Linked DNA regions of Mus musculus: region 2 is linked to region 1. Evidence: chromatin contacts called from public HiChIP or PLAC-seq data. All regions are on one chromosome and are shown on one strand. Each heading gives the region's core, a stretch centred on a gene start, on an enhancer-like site or on the middle of the called end of the contact. The rest is flanking DNA. Distances are from core to core; before and after follow the strand shown. Region 1 holds the start of Tbata (thymus, brain and testes associated). Region 2 overlaps Pald1 (phosphatase domain containing, paladin 1).

Region 1 (2,920 bases), core at 109-2,608:
AGCTATAGTGTACTTACATACAATAAACAATCTTTTAAAAATAATGATAAAACAAATGAGGATCTACCCAGCACACTGAGCTAATGACCCAAGAGTGTCAGGGAGCCAGCTAAATCTGTCCAGTGCTGATACTGTAGGTGTGACAACACTGTGACCCAGCTTTTCTGTTTGTTTTGTTTTTTTGACACGAGGGTTCTGGAGGTTGAACTCATGCCTTCACGCTTGCAGGGCAAACACTTTGCAGACGAAGCCATCTCCCCAGCCCCCCTCTTAGAGTATCTCCAGCATGCACATCATTAGGCACTCTACTCACAACAATCCATTTATTCTTCAGAGCAAGCCCGGAGTAGGCGACAGCACTCGTTCCCCAGCCCCAGCCTACACAGTAATCGGTAAGAGATCAGATTTGAAGCCACATAGTGTTGTAAGCACTTTCATGCGTGTTAAGTCGATTTCCAAGGGACAATAAGTGGGGACCCCATTTCAGCCCTACCAGACCTGAGCCCCTAAGAGTAATTAATACCCTACCCCGAGCCTGACCTCTTGAGCAAAATTTTGGAAAAAAAAATGCAGATATGCTAGAAAACTGTATATAATGTGCCTAACTGGTTAGATTTAGATGAAACTTGGGGAGATTGTAGAAAATAAGCATCCACTATTCCTATGAGATCAGGAACTTGGTTTTATAAACATTTATGTCATTCCTGTGTTAGCAGGAACTCTGATAGGACTAGAGGTATGAAGTTCAGAGCCTTTGGGTAGACTCTCTGAAATCACAACAGGATAAATGGCAGAATGGGATTTTAACAAGGTGCTTTGCGCTCCATACCCCTGGCAACACAGGCATTTTAGCTAACTGAAGACCTTAACCTTCCCTCCCTGCCAGCCCTTCAAGTGAAGCCACAGGGACCCACCAGATCCTATGATTGGGTTCCTCTTCTCTACCTAAGAAATAAATAGCTCCCTCAGGACTGATCCCAAGAATCAAAGCTCCCAAAGGCTCAACTATGCACAGCAGCATCGACCTCTGGCAAGCTGGCAAGACCTTGGACAGATTTTCACCTTCTGACTGGTTCGACTGGGTAGTTAACCTACTTGTGTGGGTCCGTACTGGAAGTGCTTGGATAAGAAGCAGAGGAGGAATTTCAAGGGATAAGAAAGAGTCCTCTGTGAGCTGTCTGCCTGCCCTACCCCCAACTCCCCAGGAAGGGGAAAGATGAACTCCACAGTGGTGGGGGAGAAAGGTGTTGGGCTATGTTCTGGAGTTGTGGGGAAGGGGTAACCTAGCAACCACTGGGCTCAGCATAGTCACAAAGCAACAGGTTTGCCCACAATTCCGACAAGCCTTACCCTTGATTAGTCTTCTTCTCCATCTTGGTCAGGCACCAGGGGCTTCTTGCTCATATGCTATAGTGGACATCTTCCTGGTGAGTTCAGGGCCCTCTCAGGAGGGTAGGGAATGAAATGGGATCTGGCTCCAGGTGACAACAAAGGAATTGTGGGGGGATAAGAGGGTTCCTGTGGTTACATTGGTGGCTCCCTTCAGATCTCTTGTAACTGACTATCAACGAGCCCAGGATCAGAGGCAGGGGAGGGCAGGGATGGGCTGCAGTGACCTCATCTGTCTCTCTTCCTAGGTCCTACTGACCCTTGTAGGTGGGTGTTGATTCTTAATCTTATTGAAGAATTTAATGGCTCATGTCTAACATTCATGAAGAAAAAAAATCAAGATGCAAGTATACTCGTACATCTTACATGTAGATACTGCTTCAGACTACTCCCATGACCACTGCAGACACATACAGGCACGGAGGCATGCACGCATGCAGACACACACACACACACACACACACACACACACACACACACGAATTTAGACCTAAGGAAAAATGGATTTCTTGCTGTTGTAATGGTCAAGAGTGTTTGAGAGTTTCTATTCTAAAGAGCACTTTTTCCTGTAGGCGGGTGGATGAGGGACTTTCAAATGCCCTGTCTTCAAGCATGAAACATCCAAGAACCCCAGCCCCTACCATCAATGATACATGCATGGAGTTTCCTGAAGAGGGAGCCCTGCTCACTCTTTTTAGACAACCGATCAGCAGCCTGTGAGCCAGATGACTATGCTGGCCCTTGACTGTGCAGCCTCAAATGAAGCCAACCCATCACCTACTACTAACCTGATGGTGGTGGCACCGAGGCATCTCAGAGAGCCTTGCATATCTGTGGTTCCAGCACCTTTCTCAGAACTCACTTGCACCAGGTCCCCAACGCTTGCATAGGGCCTGTAGATTTAACCATAATTCTGGCTTTGATATCTGTCGTCTTTCATCCATTTCTTTTCATTGGTTTACTTACAAATGCACTGAGCTGAGTAAGAGCCACCTGCTCAAGGACCACAGCACCACCACTAACTCATCTCCTGTGTGCTCTCCTCCTTGTCCCTAAAATGCCACTAGGGAAATGTCCTTAGTTATTTTATTGTTTGATCTCATGTTTGTGATAATTCTGTTTGCCTGGGAATTTGTGTGTGTGTTTGGGGGTGGATGTGTATGAGTTTAGGTATATGTATGTATGGGTGTGTATGAGTGTGTGGGTATGGTGTGTGGTTTTTTGATGTGTCTGTATGTGTAGATGAATGTGTGAGAATGAGTTTGTGTGTGTTTGTGTATGTGTATGGATGTATGTGTGTGGTGTGTGGTGTGTGTATGTGTGGCAATATATTGTGTATGGATGGGTGTGTGTGTATGGATGTATGTGTATGGGTATGTGTGTGTATGTATGTGTATGATGTGTGTATATGAGTGAGTGTGTGTGTGTATGGTATGTGTGTTTATAGTGTGTGGATGTGTGGATGAATGTGTGTGAATGGGTTTGTGTGTATTTGTAGTGTGTGTGTGTGTGTGTGTGTGTGTGTGTGTGT
Region 2 (2,920 bases), core at 273-2,772, 150 kb after region 1:
TCATTGAAGGTTTGGTAGTGTGAGCAGCCTGCTGGAGGAAGTCGTGGTGGGAGATTCGTGTTCAAGAGAAAGGGGGACTTTAAGGGGAAATGCTTGCAAGGTTCTCCTGGGCAGGGAAACACACCAGGGACACTCAAAAGTGAATCCCAGAGGGAGGTCACCCAGACCTGCACTATCTCACCTCACCACCCCCTCAGACCTCCACCCAGACTCACCGCACCTCTCTGATCCAGAAACATAGTGTGGCACGGGGGTGGGGGAGGGGGATCCTTCAGGTGATGGCACTCACTATCTATGGAAGGGCACAGTGAGCCCCAAGGGGCTGGAGAAAGCTGCTCTCCCAACAGCTGGGCTGCAGATGGAAGCCCTCCCGTGAACACACACAGTGCTGGCCTACATACACTCTGGGAAAACTCCAGGGTTGCCCCACCCCAGACGTGACATGGACCAGTGCCCTAAAACTGGAGAAAGCCTGAACGGCACCAATCCAGTTTTTGAGGCAACTCAAGAGGAGTGGACAGCAGGATGTACCAGAACGGACTTGGGGACAGGGACAATGCTCTGGCTCCCCAGGGAGACAGCCAGACTCACAAGCTGGCTCCGGTTCTGCCATTAGCTTCTCGGCCTCCACGTTTCAGAAAACCAGTGAGAAGGCACCTATGACCCACACTGCCTGAAGTACTGACTAGACAGGTCAGAGGCCACCATGGTGAGAGCTTCCCACCCTGCCCTCCGGGAGGCTCCAAAAACTACAAAGCAGAGTGGTTGTGGGGCAAGGGGGTGGGGTGGATAAGTTAGAGAGAGTGACCTTTAGGGTGAGGAAGAAGAGGTAGCAGGCACCCAGAGGTAGACAGGGGTCAGGAGGAAGGTTATGTCAGGAGGAAGGGTGGAGAAGGGGGGCAGCTTAGACAGTCGGATTAGAAACGGGAAGACAAGGCTAGAGAGATAGCTCAGCGGTTAAGAGCACTGACTGCTTGCTCTTCTGAAGGTCCTGAGTTCAGATCCCAGTAACCACATGGTGGCTCACAACCATCTGTAATGAGATCTGACATCTTCTTCTGGAGTGTCTGAAGACAGCTACAGTGTACTTAGATATACTAATAAGTAAACCTTTGGGCCAGAGTGAGCAGAGGTCCTGAATTCAATTCCTAGCAACCACATGATGTCTCACAACCATCTGTGCAGCTACAGTGTACTCATATACATAAAATAAATTATCTTTAAAAAAAAAAAAAGGAAAAGGAAAAAGAAAAAGAAACGAGAAGACGGGAAGACAGGCTGCTCAGTTTTGACTGCTGTGTACTTGACACAACGTCGGAATCACTGGGAAAAGGGACCTCAATGAGGAATTGTCTGATCAGGCTGGCCTGTGAGCTGTGAGGCTGGCCCTGAGGAAATCTCAGCTAGGGAATCCCACCTTGAACATTAGCGGCACCACATCACAGGCTAGGTCCTGGAATGCAGGAGAAGGAGAGCCAGCCAATCACTGCCCTGTACTAATCCAGTGCTCTCTGGTCTGGACTGTGGGTGGAACAATACCGCTGGTTTGAATTCCTGCAGCCTCCACTCCCCGAGCGAGCAGTAGACTGTATCCTGGAGCCACGAGCCAACTAGACACTTTTAAGTACCTTTGTTGGGTATCTTATCATAGAAGTAGGAAGAGAAGCTAAGACGTGGGCTCAGAGCTTAGAAAAAGCCAGGAAGTTCCTACAAAGGGCCAGAGCAGCTGCCTGCAGGGGTTTTTGAGGACTGAATACTCTTTCAAGAATTAGCAATGTGGGGGCTGAGAGATGACTCAGAGGTTAAGAGCACTGGCTGCTCTTCCGGAGGTCCTGAGTTCAAACCCCAGCAACCACATGGTGGCTCACAACCATCTGTAATGGAATCCTATGCCCTCTTCTTGTGTGTGTCTGAAGACAGCTACAGTGTACTTACATATAATTAAAAAAGAATTAGCATCGTGTGCTAAAAAAAAATCAATTTTGCTTAGAAACTAGACAGCAGGGCTGGAGAGCTGGCTCAGAGGTTAAGAGCACTGACTGCTCTTCCAGAGGTCCTGAGTTCAATTCCCAAATGGGATCTAATGCCCTCTTCTGGTATGTCTGAAGACAGCTACAGTGTACTCATACACATAAAATAAATAAGTAAAACCTTTTAAAAAACAAAACAAAACTAGGCAGCAGATGAAAGAAAACAGAAAAAAAATATAAATATTTTAAAATATATATTAATATATAAACATGATTGTTATATTTTTATATATTACATATATAAATAGTATGCATATGCAAGATAAATATACATTTATATATTAATGTTAGTGCATATTATGTGTTAAAATATTTTAAATATCCTATGTAATATATTAATATTGATATAACTTATAACATAAACAATATATTAAAGTTTATATATAATGTAAAAATGGCCACATAATGGCCACTTGGCCAACACAGTGAGGTCCTGCTGTCTCAGAATGGTGAGCTGGTCTGACTGACTGGGCCATGTGGCCACCAAGCCTTAGCCTGTCCTCTCCTGTCTCCTTCTGAGCCCTGGAGTGTTTTCAGAAGGGCAGGAGTCACCCAGTGCTTCTTAGAAAAGCCATTTTAAACTCCTTCCACCAAGGTTCAGGAGAAGTGGCCAGCTCTCACCTGGCTACAGCCACACCACTATACCACTGTCCCAAGACATCGGCAAGGATGGATGAGGTCTGAGGCCCATCCGGTGGGAGACAGAAGAAGCCTTTCAAGGGTAGAATTATCTCTAAATTCAGACACTGTGTGAAGATTCCGCCCGACACCCCCAGAGGTTCCCATGGGTACATCCTGCCTCTGGCCACAGGGCTGTGATTTGAGACAATGGCCCATCTGCCTGTCACAATCCACTTTCCTTAAAAGCATCCCGTGCTGGTGGAGTTCTG

The links. HiChIP or PLAC-seq counts read pairs in DNA pulled down with a chosen protein or histone mark.
Region 2: an H3K27ac HiChIP or PLAC-seq map of embryonic stem cells shows a contact between it and region 1, with 6 read pairs. The contact joins the enhancer-like site here to the promoter of Tbata in region 1. A contact is called at or near these places in 3 of 39 promoter capture datasets (the SN4741 cell line, embryonic stem cells and macrophages), 2 of 15 datasets of contacts at CTCF or cohesin (the NIH/3T3 cell line and embryonic stem cells), 8 of 484 Hi-C or Micro-C datasets (the CH12 cell line, the MNK3 cell line, bone marrow-derived macrophages and 2 more), 11 of 115 datasets of contacts at active chromatin or transcription factors (the HPC-7 cell line, the NIH/3T3 cell line, double positive thymocytes and 3 more) and 5 of 9 other capture datasets (adipose tissue, embryonic stem cells, liver and 2 more).

Annotation. Positions count from the first base shown.
Region 1 is chr10:61,170,606-61,173,525 of GRCm38.p6, forward strand. It overlaps Tbata (thymus, brain and testes associated), which reads left to right and starts at 1,359. Exons shown (of 10, transcript NM_001017433.2): 1 at 1,359-1,427.
Region 2 is chr10:61,324,474-61,327,393 of GRCm38.p6, forward strand. All of the region lies in intron 18 of Pald1 (phosphatase domain containing, paladin 1), which reads right to left. Among named protein-coding and RNA genes, the nearest start is that of Prf1, 28 kb to the left of the region's middle. Within about 2 kb of position 1,523, at least 32 of the 459 cell types and tissues checked have an H3K27ac peak or open chromatin away from gene starts, as enhancers often do. A contact at or near this core is called in the NIH/3T3 cell line, embryonic fibroblasts, embryonic stem cells and 1 more, where this site is marked.